2 separate regions of the Mus musculus genome follow, and region 1 is linked to region 2. A link is a contact called in public HiChIP or PLAC-seq data. All regions are on one chromosome and are shown on one strand. The core of a region is the stretch at or near the end of the contact, and the rest is flanking DNA. Distances in the headings are between cores, read along the strand shown.

What was found. HiChIP or PLAC-seq counts read pairs in DNA pulled down with a chosen protein or histone mark.
Region 1: an H3K27ac HiChIP or PLAC-seq map of embryonic stem cells shows a contact between it and region 2, with 5 read pairs. The contact joins the promoter of Accsl here to the promoter of Ext2 in region 2. A contact is called at or near these places in 2 of 39 promoter capture datasets (the 3T3-L1 cell line and pre-B cells), 1 of 15 datasets of contacts at CTCF or cohesin (CD8 T cells), 4 of 484 Hi-C or Micro-C datasets (CD4 T cells, the N1E-115 cell line and embryonic stem cells), 3 of 115 datasets of contacts at active chromatin or transcription factors (CD8 T cells and embryonic stem cells) and 4 of 9 other capture datasets (adipose tissue, liver, macrophages and 1 more).

What each region holds. Positions count from the first base shown.
Region 1 is chr2:93,866,817-93,872,273 of GRCm38.p6, reverse strand. It overlaps Accsl (1-aminocyclopropane-1-carboxylate synthase (non-functional)-like), which reads left to right and starts at 3,117. Exons shown (of 15, transcript NM_001033452.4): 1 at 3,117-3,252. The coding sequence starts at 3,231.
Region 2 is chr2:93,819,965-93,825,949 of GRCm38.p6, reverse strand. It overlaps Ext2 (exostosin glycosyltransferase 2), which reads left to right and starts at 3,382. Exons shown (of 14, transcript NM_010163.3): 1 at 3,382-3,563.

The DNA.
Region 1 (5,457 bases), core at 1,868-4,367, 47 kb before region 2:
AAACACTAGACAAGTAAACAGAAACAGTGACTTGGTAACTACTGTGTGCTTGGTACCTACTGGGTGCATGGTCCCCATCGGATAAGGGAAGGGACATGCAACATGACTGACCTGGTGGAGTCTGAGTGCTCTGAGAACCAACCATGGGGGAAGAGCTGAGGCCTGAGGGCACAGGGAGGCTGCAGGCAGCATGGACTTTCTGGAGGGAAGGGACCACTCTGAAGGACAGGCCCTGTAGGGTGAGTGGTTTGAAGAAGCTGGAGCCAAGGCCTTTCTAGCCTGTGTCCTCTTCAGCCTCTCACTCTGGGTCATGTCAAATCGCCCAAAGACAAGCACACTACAGGAGGATTCTTCAGGGCCGGTCTCTGTGGCCCGGGAAGACGCCATGTTGGGCCTGGCTTCAGACTAGATTTCACTCAACTAATGCAAGTAGCTTGAACTTGGATGAGGTTGAAGAACCCTGCTGGGTTCAGTGTGTTCTCCTGTAAATTAGACCCTTTGTTTATCAAATTGTCAGGAAGTGTCTTATGTGAGACTCTAGCCCTGTGACACAAAACATAGCAGTGGTACAGACTCCAGGTAGCACCTGCAGCTGGGGTAAGCCTGGTGCTTTCAGGGAGGACCCCTGTTTCTCTCTGAGCCTTTGATCATCACGACCAACCTTTACCTTTCTTTGAGGTGTGTCAGGGGTTCTTGGCAGGCTTTGTCCCCCATGCCTCTATCTCCAGGCTTAGCAGGTTGCTCTCTGGAGGATGCTGGGAGCAGGAGCAGTTGGGAGGAGGAGTCTCCCCTCATCAGCTACTGTTGCCTACTTCTGCTGTCCCCACCTTCAAACCCAGGGCCTTCTAAAGCTGGCCAAGTCAGATGCTGCTCATGGACTCTTGTCTGGTTTTGAAGCAGAACTTTGAGAAAAGGTGTGAGGAAGGACAGGAAGAGGTGGCTGGTGAGTCTGGGATGTGTTTATGTAGGAGACTCTGGCTGAGATTACTCACTCTGTCCAGTCCTCAAAATGCAGACTCTGAACCATCAGGGGATACAGGAAGTCAACAGTTGTGGAGACCTACGAGGGCCTGGCAATGGACCTCAGGCACCTCTAAATTCCAGCCCTTCTGCGGTCACCTACTATACCTCAGGGGCTGAAGGGTGATAGCCATGACTGCACCTGGCCTTTTCTTTATTCGGACTGCAGCCTTTGTGGACCTACACTGACTACCACAAGTTCCATGAATAGCAAAAAAATAAGGACTTAGCGCCCCCTGTTGGCAAATCTGGGTTATGTCTGAATGGCTGGAAGTGATGCCCCAAAGAGGAGGCTCCAAGCCAGCCCAATGTGATAGGTTATAAACAAGGGCTTTTTCTCTAGTAAACTCTTCCTTCTGCTGCCAACATTCACCAAGGGCATACAATTGCTTAATTTTAAAGTTATCATCTTCACTCATTAGTCAATATAATATGGGCTAGAGAGCTGGCTCAGTGGTTAAGAGCACTGGCTGCTCTCCCAGAGGTCCTGAGTTCATTTCCCAGCACCCACATGGTGGTTCATGACCTATAAAGGGATCTGACGCCCTCTTCTGGCATGCAGGTGTACATGCAGCAGAGCACTCATACATAAAATGAATAAAATAAACACAAAATTTAAAAATCAATATACTATACTATACTATAAATAAATGTTAATCAAACATAACCAAGATCCCTCTCTATGTGCCTTGGAACCAGAGAGCAGAGAAGCCTAAAGCCCAGACCTCAGATAAGTGCCTTCGGGCATCCACTCACCCACCCACCCACCCACTCATCCACTGACAAGGTATTAACATCCATTAATGTTATGAATCTCGAGGCAAACAACTTTGGAAAGACAGAAGATTTATTTCCATGCATAGTTTTGAAGGCTTCAGTTCACAGTTGCTTAGCTCTGTTAATATTAGACCAGGTAGCATATCATACTGGGGAGCCGCTGGTGGAGAGGAGAGGAGAGAGAGAGAGACAGAGAGAGAGCCAACAGCACTGCTTTAAGGCCTTAGGAGGAAACTTTCAGTCCAAATCCCAGCAATTATTGAGCTCCTGGTCTTCCTCAGACAGACAGCAATAAATAAGACAGTTGAAGCATCTCTCCTCATGGGGTTTAGATTCTAGATAGGGGAGCTGGAAAGAAACAACACAGAGAAATGAGTCAGGTGTGTTTACCATTTAGAAGAAAATAATGCCATTAAAAAAAAAAAAAACAGAAGGGCGAATGAGGAGGGAAAGTGGCCGTGGGGCAAAAGGAGGGGTGGACGTTAGCAGTCCAGAGTCCTGGGGTCCCTAGACCAGCACCCAACTGTAGCCCAGGGTCTCACTACATAAACCAGGCTGTACCTGAACTCAAGGAGGCCCTCCTGTCTCTGCTTCCCACGTGCTGGGATTAAATGCACGTGCCACCACACCTGGATCATCTTTCCCTCAAAGTTTGAGAGCAGGGCATGGGTATTCTGGAAGGATAGGCTACTTTGGGTCCACATCTGTCCCTAGACAGTCACGGGAGGCTCAGTCACAGCTGAGACATTTCATACAACCCTTCCTGCCCCGTCATGTCAGCACACATCCATCCTCCAGTTAGTCTCCACACCACCTGGGATGTAGTTTTCCTGGCCTCTGTCTTTCCCAAGGAGAAAGGAAGGCTTGCCAAAGCCACACAGGCAAGGGACCCTATGTCCTGGGCCCTAGGGGATGGTGCCTGGGGTTCCTGGTGCTCCCTCCAAGACCTCTTAATGCAGTGGCCCCTCCTGTGCTGACTAAACCCCACTTCAGCCTACTCTCAAATATGGCCTCCTCAGAAACGGGGAGGTACCATAGGCTTCTTTGTGCTTTGAACAGGCTCCTCCCCCTCTGGTTACTTTCCATAGTCAGTGAGCACCCGATTCATCCCGTGTCTTGCCTGTACACACAGGCCCTGGCTCTAGCCTCCTTCGAAGAGCAGGGGCCCTCCCAGCCTGTGAACACTTCAGCTGAAGCCAATACTCTTCAGATTTGCTCCAACCGGATACTCCGAGCCAGTTCTCTGTAATTATGCCAAGGCCATCTAGATAATGGGGAGCTGCTGGGTAGTTGGCTCCAGGAGGGGAAAAGATGGGTCTCATTACCCTGCAAGCCACCTTGTGCTTAAAAGAGAGGGGAGGGGGCGGAGGAGCAAGCTTCTGCTCCCTGAATGACAAAGACACTCCTGGATTTAGACTTCGGACTGCACAGAGATGAGTGAGAACAGAAATGAAGGTGAGCTCGGTGGGGTGACTACGCAAGCCATGAGAATGGAGGGAGGCAGGGACTTTGGGCCACACACAGTGCCCTGGAGCTTAAAAGAAAGTGGAGTTTTATTGTCAAACGGCTTAGACCTAACATTGTAATACAACATTATCCATAAAGCCGGTGCTTGAGAACTGGGTAGTGGAGCTACAGAAGCAAAGCAACAGCAACCTCGGTGTTTTCCGTTTTGACTCTGTGTTGGGTTATGTTCATGGCCGCACTGGGGCACACGAGGCACGGCCACTAGGGGCCGATGTGCCTGGAACCTTCCCTGATAAACACATCCTACTTCTGTGTCTGGTAGACTCAGTTCATTCCTTTGAGCCTCTATTTCTCATCCACAAAGCGAGGCTTGTGGAACTAACTGGAAAGACGGACCAGGTGAAGCCTAGGGGAACCCTACCCTAGCACTGAGCCGATCCCTGCCTGGCTCCTTCCCACCTCCTCTGCTCAAGACCTACCTTGAGCCCGAACTCATGGCAGAGGAACATCGTGCCAGCAGCAGCTTGTCTGACCCTGATGCTGATTTTAACCAACCTGGAGGATCTGGAAGGTAGGTGAGGGCAGACTTAAGGACCCTGAAACCAAGGCAGAGCCAAGGGGTTTGAAGGAGAGGACTGATGAACCCCAGTTCTAATGCTTAGGGCTTGGCTTTAGGGGCAACATTTCTTTGTGCTGCAGCATCATTTACATTTCCTATATAAGAAGTCTTGTCAGAGTCCCCAACTTCTAAGTTCCCTGATGACCTTAGCCCATTTTCACTTCCTTCTTAAAAATACATCTTCCAGGAGAATGCAATTCTTTGTGTGTGGACACTGCGTGTATAGAGAGGGGAGAGGTCACTGTTGAGTGTCTTCATCACGTTCCACCTTGTGCTTGAGATAGAATCTCTTACAGATGCTCTCTGTTTGGGCTAGACTGGCTGGCCACCGAACCTCCTGGATGTTGCAGAGCATGTTTAGTACTTTGAAGTGCTGATACTATACATGTGTAGAAGAAGCAACAAGGTTTTAGACATGTGTGGGTGGGGTTGTTGTTGCTTGGAAAAAAGCTGAGAATCACAGCATATGGTGGAAGGGTCATAAGCCTAGTTTTCTGGGTGGAGGTTGTCTTAAAGAATGAGAGGCAGTGGTAGCCTCAGGCAGCCCCACCACCTGGAGTTTGCTGTCTTGGTTTGTTTCGCTGGCTCATTGAGGCATTAAGAAGGTATTTCTTGGTCGCTCCTGGTATTCTGACCGGTTTTTAGAAACACTGGTAGCATGTTCACTGAGTACAGACCTGGGAGCTTGGTAGAAATGAAGACTTTTTGGTTCTTACCCCAACCTTGATCTAACTGAAGTCCAGGAACTTGGCTTCACTGTCTGAGGCCCGTATCACACTGCTAGGTGATTCAGATGGGCCACAGATGAGCAGCTGCACCCTGGGCTAGGGAGACTAGAAATGAAAGCCCCGAAACAGCTGTCCTGGCACACTAGGAACCTGTGTGAGGGCAGGATGGAGGGACTGGGTATCTGCTGTGACTATCTTGGTGGAGGATGGGGAAACAAGCAAAAAGAAAGGTTTATGTTCTAAAACAGAGGTTGGCAACCCTTTTCTATAAAGGTCGGGATGGTAACTAGTTGAAGCTTTGGGGGGGGGGGGTGCTGGAGCAATGTCTCAGCAGTTCAGGTGTTGATTTTTAGCACTTGCATGTGTGCTCAACAATCTGTAGCCTCAGGTCCAGCATATCCAGCACTCTTCTGATTTCTATGGGCACTGCATGCATGTGGTACACAAACAGAATGCAGGCCAAATATCCATATTCTCTCTCTCTGTCTCTGTCTCTCTCTGTCTCTCTCTCTGTCTCTGTCTCTGTCTCTGTCTCTGTCTCTCTCTCTCTCTCTCTCTCTCTCTCTCACACACACACACACACACACACACACACTGTTTTTCAAGACAGGATTTCTCTATGTAGCTTTGGCTACCCTGAACCTCATTCTGTAGACCAAGCTGGCCTCAAACTTACAGAGGTCTGCCTGCTTCAGCCCCCCAAGAAGCGCTGGGATGAAATATGTGCACCACCACTACCCAGCATAATTAAATAATTAAATTCAAGAGTGTTTAACTGTTGAAGCTCTGAGGGCCGCATGGCCTCCATCACAGCTATTCCACTCTGCCGTTGGCCTCCATCACATC
Region 2 (5,985 bases), core at 2,133-4,632:
CTTGTCCAGATACAACTAGATGTATTATGACAAATAACTCAGCAGGGTTGTGAACAAAAGTTTCCGGAATTGTGTGTTATTTCCATTCAGTATGTTAAATTTACTAGGGCAGCTAAATTGTCAAAAAGTCTTTTTCAGTATATGTTACAGAATTGGATGGCTGAATTTGAACAGATCCTTCGGGAATTGAGACTTCAGGTCAACTCCACGCGCTTGGACCTGTCGCTGACCAAAGGATTACCCAATTGGATCTCCTCAGCATTTTCTTTCTTTAAAAAATGGGTGGGATTAATATTATTTGGAGATACACTTTGCTGTGGATTAGTGTTGCTTCTTTGATTGGTCTGTAAGCTTAAGGCCTAAACTAGGAGAGACAAGGTGGTTATTGCCCAGGCGCTTGCAGGACTAGAACATGGAGCTCCCCCTGATATATGGTTATCTATGCTTAGGCAATAGGTCGCTGGCCACTCAGCTCTTATATCCCATGAGGCTAGACTCATTGCACGGGATAGAGTGAGTGTGCTTCAGCAGCCCGAGAGAGTTGCAAGGCTAAGCACTGCAATGGAAAGGCTCTGCGGCATATATGAGCCTATTCTAGGGAGACATGTCATCTTTCATGAAGGTTCAGTGTCCTAGTTCCCTTCCCCCAGGCAAAACGACACGGGAGCAGGTCAGGGTTGCTCTGGGTAAAAGCCTGTGAGCCTAAGAGCTAATCCTGTACATGGCTCCTTTACCTACACACTGGGGATTTGACCTCTATCTCCACTCTCATTAATATGGGTGGCCTATTTGCTCTTATTAAAAGGATAGGGGGAGATGTTGGGAGCCGCGCCCACATTCGCCGTTACAAGATGGCGCTGACAGCTGTGTTCTAAGTGGTAAACAAATAATCTGCGCATGTGCCAAGGGTATCTTATGACTACTTGTGCTCTGCCTTCCCCGTGACGTCAACTCGGCCGATGGGCTGCAGCCAATCAGGGAGTGACACGTCCGAGGCGAAGGAGAATGCTCCTTAAGAGGGACGGGGTTTCGTTTTCTCTCTCTCTTGCTTCTTGCTCTCTTGCTTCTTACACGCTTGCTCCTGAAGATGTAAGAAATAAAGCTTTGCCGCAGAAGATTCTGGTCTGTGGTGTTCTTCCTGGCCGGTCGTGAGAACGCGTCTAATAACACTTAGATATTTTCAGTTGCACGTGGCCTCTTTCCTCTTGAGGCTGAAGCGTTGTATCTACACTCTTCTCAGCTTCTCACTCTCTGCTTTATGTAGCCTCACTTGCACACTTGTCTTATTCCTAGTTAGCGCATTCGTGATCTTGCCCCCTTTAGTCACTTAACAAACACTGAACACGTGCCATATTCCAGGCACCATGCAAGCTTAAGGCTATAAAATGTGAACAAGGCAGGCAAGGGCTCCCAAAGGCCATGCATAACACAATTTTGTAACCCAGTAAACGTTCACTTAATGCTAACACGTACAAAGCATTAAAAACATGTTGAAAAAGACACACAAATACAAAGGAAACAGATAAGAAACAAGACAAAATCTCCCAGTGCAGACAGCTACAGCTGACCTGCTTTTAAGAAGTAAAACCTTGGGTTGGAGTTATGATTCAGTGGTTTAGAGAACTTGCTGCTCTTTTCGAGGACCAGAGTTTGATTCCTAGCACCATCAGACAGTTTACAACTCCCTGTAGTTCCAGGAGACCCAATGCCATCTTCTGGCATGCACTTTCATGCAATTCTCTCACACAGAGAGACCAATACGTGATAGAATAACAATAATAATAATAATAATAATAATAAACCTTAAGTTTTCTTTTTAAAATGATACAAGCCACTGTCCTGTGGAATTCCAGGAATTTGGCTGTGGTACCATTGGCCAACATTGACGTCACCCATCCAGTTCTCAAATGGGTGTATATAGTGAGTTTAGTAGTGTGTGTGTGTGTGTGTGTGTGTGTGTGTGTGTGTTTGAGGGATAGAGACACATTCTGTTAGATGTGGGAAGAGGAATTTGGACAGAACCTTCTGTCCCTAGATTTTTCTCATTCCAATCTCTCTAGGTCTAAGACAAAGAGATAGTAACCCCCCAATACTGGAATCTTTGTTGGTGAGGAAAGTCTTCCTAGGTCTCCAGACAGTAATCTCTGTGGGTATTTAAGCTGTAAGTAACAATATCCACGAGGTGGCGCTAAAGTACAATCGGGACCAAAATGCATTCGCATCTCGTGGACAGATGAAGAACTACAGCCAGCAATGGCAAGCTGGGTTGCCTCATTAGCCTTTCAGTAACTGTCACTCAGCTTTTTGCTGCCTTGTGACAGATGCCACTATGCATGCCGCTCCAGTTACTTCCAAAATTTTATAACTGCGTCTTGGATTTTTGTTTGTTTGTTTGTTTTGTTTTGTTTTTCGAGACAGGGTTTTTATGTGTCGCCCTGGCTGTCCTGGAACTCATTCTGTAGACCAGGCTGGCATCGAACTCAGAAATCCGCCTACCTCTGCCTCCCAAGTGCTGGGATAAAAGGCGTGCGCCACCATTGCCCGGCTGGATTTTTTTCCCAGAAAAATATTATACTTACACCTGGACACAAGCATCTGCTCACACATTTTCTCTCTTCTGATTTTGCACAAGCACATTTTAACTAAAAGTGATCGTGCTTGTCCCTTCTTAAGGGACTGTGGCTTCTCATTAGCCTGTCTTGGAGATATTACCTTGCTGACTGGTATGACGACTCCTTCTCCGTTGTTCCATAATCCTACAGTTTACTTTCTTGCTAGTATTAGAAATAGTGCGGTGAATGTTTCTTTCTTTCTTTTCTTTCTTCTTCTTTTTTTTTTTTTTTTTTTTTTGGTTTTTCGAGACAGGGTTTCTCTGTATAGCCAGGAGATGTCCTGGAACTCACTTTGTAGACCAGGCTGGCCTCGAACTCAGAAATCCACCTGCCTCTGCCTCCCGAGTGCTGGGATTAAAGGCGTGCGCCACCTCGCCCGGCTGGTGAATGTTTCAATAAGTGGTGAGACTTTCTGCAGGGTAAACTACAAAGAAGGTTGGTTGGAATTGCAGGGCTAGGGAGTTTTTTTTTTTTTTTTACACCTTGATGGATACTGCCAAATTGCCCTGGGGGCCTAACTATGCTTTGCAGAGTTGTAGATTGTCTCTTTATGGCTAAGCTAGCCTGGAACTAGTGAGTGATCCTTCTGCTGTGCTGAGATTATGGATATAAGCCACCACGCCTGACCCAAATGCTTGCCTTTTCCACAGTTTTATCCCAGAGCTTGGTGCGCCTGGCTGTCACTCTGCCTTTGCCCCGAACGGGAATGCTCACGTGCGCTGACTCCTCCTGTCCAGCAGGGGGCGCGGCGCTACCGCTTCGCATGCGCAGTGCGCGCCGTGTCAGCCGTGGGGAACTGGAGGCCGGCGCAGGCTTCCCCGCTGGCTCCAGGGTACCTGGTGCTGGCGGCGGGCTCCCGTCACCGCGCGATCCGACACAGCCGTGGCTCGCGGCCCGCGGCAAGAGCCGGTGACGGAGCGCGGGGCCGAGCGGGAAGCGGCCGGTTCCGAGGTGAGCGCGGCGCGCGGGCGGCCGGGTGGGCCTCGGGGCTGGGCCTCTGGGAGCCCCGGGGCTGCAGGAGCGCCGCAGCGCTGCACCGCGGCCCCTGCTGTACCTGTGCCCCGGTCCCCAGGCCTGACCTCCTGTCCAGAACCTCTGCTTCCTGTTGTAATCGGGCGTTGTGGGACCCGAGTCCTCCCAGGAAGGCCTTACACCTTGGCTGTCCAGGACCGGTGTCGTCCAGTGCATGTTCTGGGTGGGACGCGGTGGAGAGGGTGGCTCAGGAAGGAACCACTGGCTCCGAGCGTTGGGAGATGCGCTCCGGATGCTGGGAACAGTGTCCAGTTTTGAGAGTCAAATAATGGTTTGGTGTCACTTATCAGGTGCCAATCTGGAAGCGCCCTATCACTTAGGGAGTGTGGATGTTGTCTTGAGTCTAGGGCAGGTCCATTTCAATTTTTAAAAGTCAGCCATTAGTTCTAAGTAGTGTAATTGAACTTTGTGTGTACTCTGGAACTCAAGGCGATTCACGGGAATAATAAACACGGTTGAGTTTTTATTACAGTCACTTTCCCTGACTTAAACCTCCTAGTTGCTCTATAGAGCCTGTGTAGTCATCTGAGGATCCAGGCTGCTGGGCGCTGAAGCCCAGCCTTGGAGTTCTGTTGTGGAACCCTGGAAGTTCTTAGCCTTGCTCTTGACCTTTCTCCACCACAGGGAGGTTCAGAAGTTTGTCACACAGTGCTGTCAGGAGGATGAAGTAGCACATACTAAATGCACATGTGTAGGGTAAGTGTTCACTTGGGTACTTAACGTATTCACCGTGATGTAACTGCCACGGTCAGTCAAACAGTGTCTTTATATTGGAAACCCTTTTTGGAGGTAATGAGCCACACTGGAACTCTAATTCTAATCCTGTCATGGCTGTGCACCGTAAGTTTGTGTCTGTTTGCCTTCTTTGCTTTCAGAAGCATTCCTGTGTAGCGGTGGCAGGCTGTTCAGCGGGCAGGACAGCTCTAAAAAGGCTAAGACAACAGGAAATTGTGACTTGGAATGCTGGGCTGAGTGGATTGGCTATAGCCCGGAGCTTGGAAGAAAGGTGTTTCAGGCCAGTGTTAGGAAGGAGCAATTCCAGGAACGGGGCGAGTGGCTCACCCTGCCTGTAGATGGGTGTTAGAGTCATTTCCAGTGACTCAGTTCTCTGAATCTGGATGAATCGTTCCAGAATTTCTTTTTTTTTAATTGAGGGGGAGGGTGTTTGATAGGTTTGAAGGATGATCATTTGAAGGGTCAGAGATGAAATTCTTGTTTTGATCCAGGCCATGGTATGAAACTGGGCAGTCAGGAGAACTAGGATTCAGTCTGCAGGATTCAGCACAGGTTTATCAGGGGTGGGGTGCTTCGAGGACATAGCTCAGCTACGATAAAGGTAACCGCTGAACCACCTTTCCAGCCCCTTTCCAATGATAATGATAATGATAATAATAGAAAGAGAAGCAAGTGTTCTTAACTGCTGAACCATCTCCCTAGCCCCTCTCCAATAATCATAATCATAACAACAACAGTAATAACAATAGAGCAGCATTTGCTCTTAGCTGCTGAGCCATCTCTTCAGCCCCTCTCCAACAACACCAACAACTATATTCCTGGGTTTAGCCATGCCCAGCCAGTACTCTGACACTGAACTGTCGTCCTGTTGCCACTCACCCCCGGTCTGTTTTATTATGAGTGTGTGTTCTGGCCCAAGTGCTTGCCACCACCCTCTCAGCTTTATTCCCCAGGATATGATGGAGACATTTGGTGCAGACCTTGGGTACGGACGGAGCTGGTCTGTAAAGGCTTCCTTAAGCCAGGAGGAGCGCACATGCCTGGGGTGGCTTTGGGCTGCTGTGCCTCAGCTCCCTAGCAGTCAGGAGGAGTGCACATGCCTGGGGTGGCTTTGGGCTGCTGTGCCTCAGCTCCCTAGCAGTCAGGAGGAGTGCACATGCCTGGGGTGGCTTTGGGCTGCTGTGCCTCAGCTCCCTAGCAGTCAGGAGGAGTGCACATGCCTGGGGTGGCTTTGGGCTGCTGTGCCTCAGCTCTCAGCAGTCAGGGTGGTTCTGATGTGCACTCTGATGACTCTCCAGGGGCTCTTAGCATAACCAAGTGGTTTCCCAGTTCCATCCACACCGTTCCGCTTTCCGGTTCCTCTCTCTGTTTTCCGGAGCCCCCTCCTGCCAAACACTTAATGCTCGTGTTCTCTTTCTTAGTCTGGCAGAGCACAGACCCTGCTTGTGCATCTAGCAGTGGCCTGCAAGCATCCTGAAAGCATGTCCTGGACTGACTTGCTCACCCTCAGATGGCAGCAAGGACCCCATCGGCAGTGTAAGGCAAGGCGTCTGTAACCCCTGCACTCTAGGGTGACAAATGTAGCTCTCCTACCATAGCCATTTGG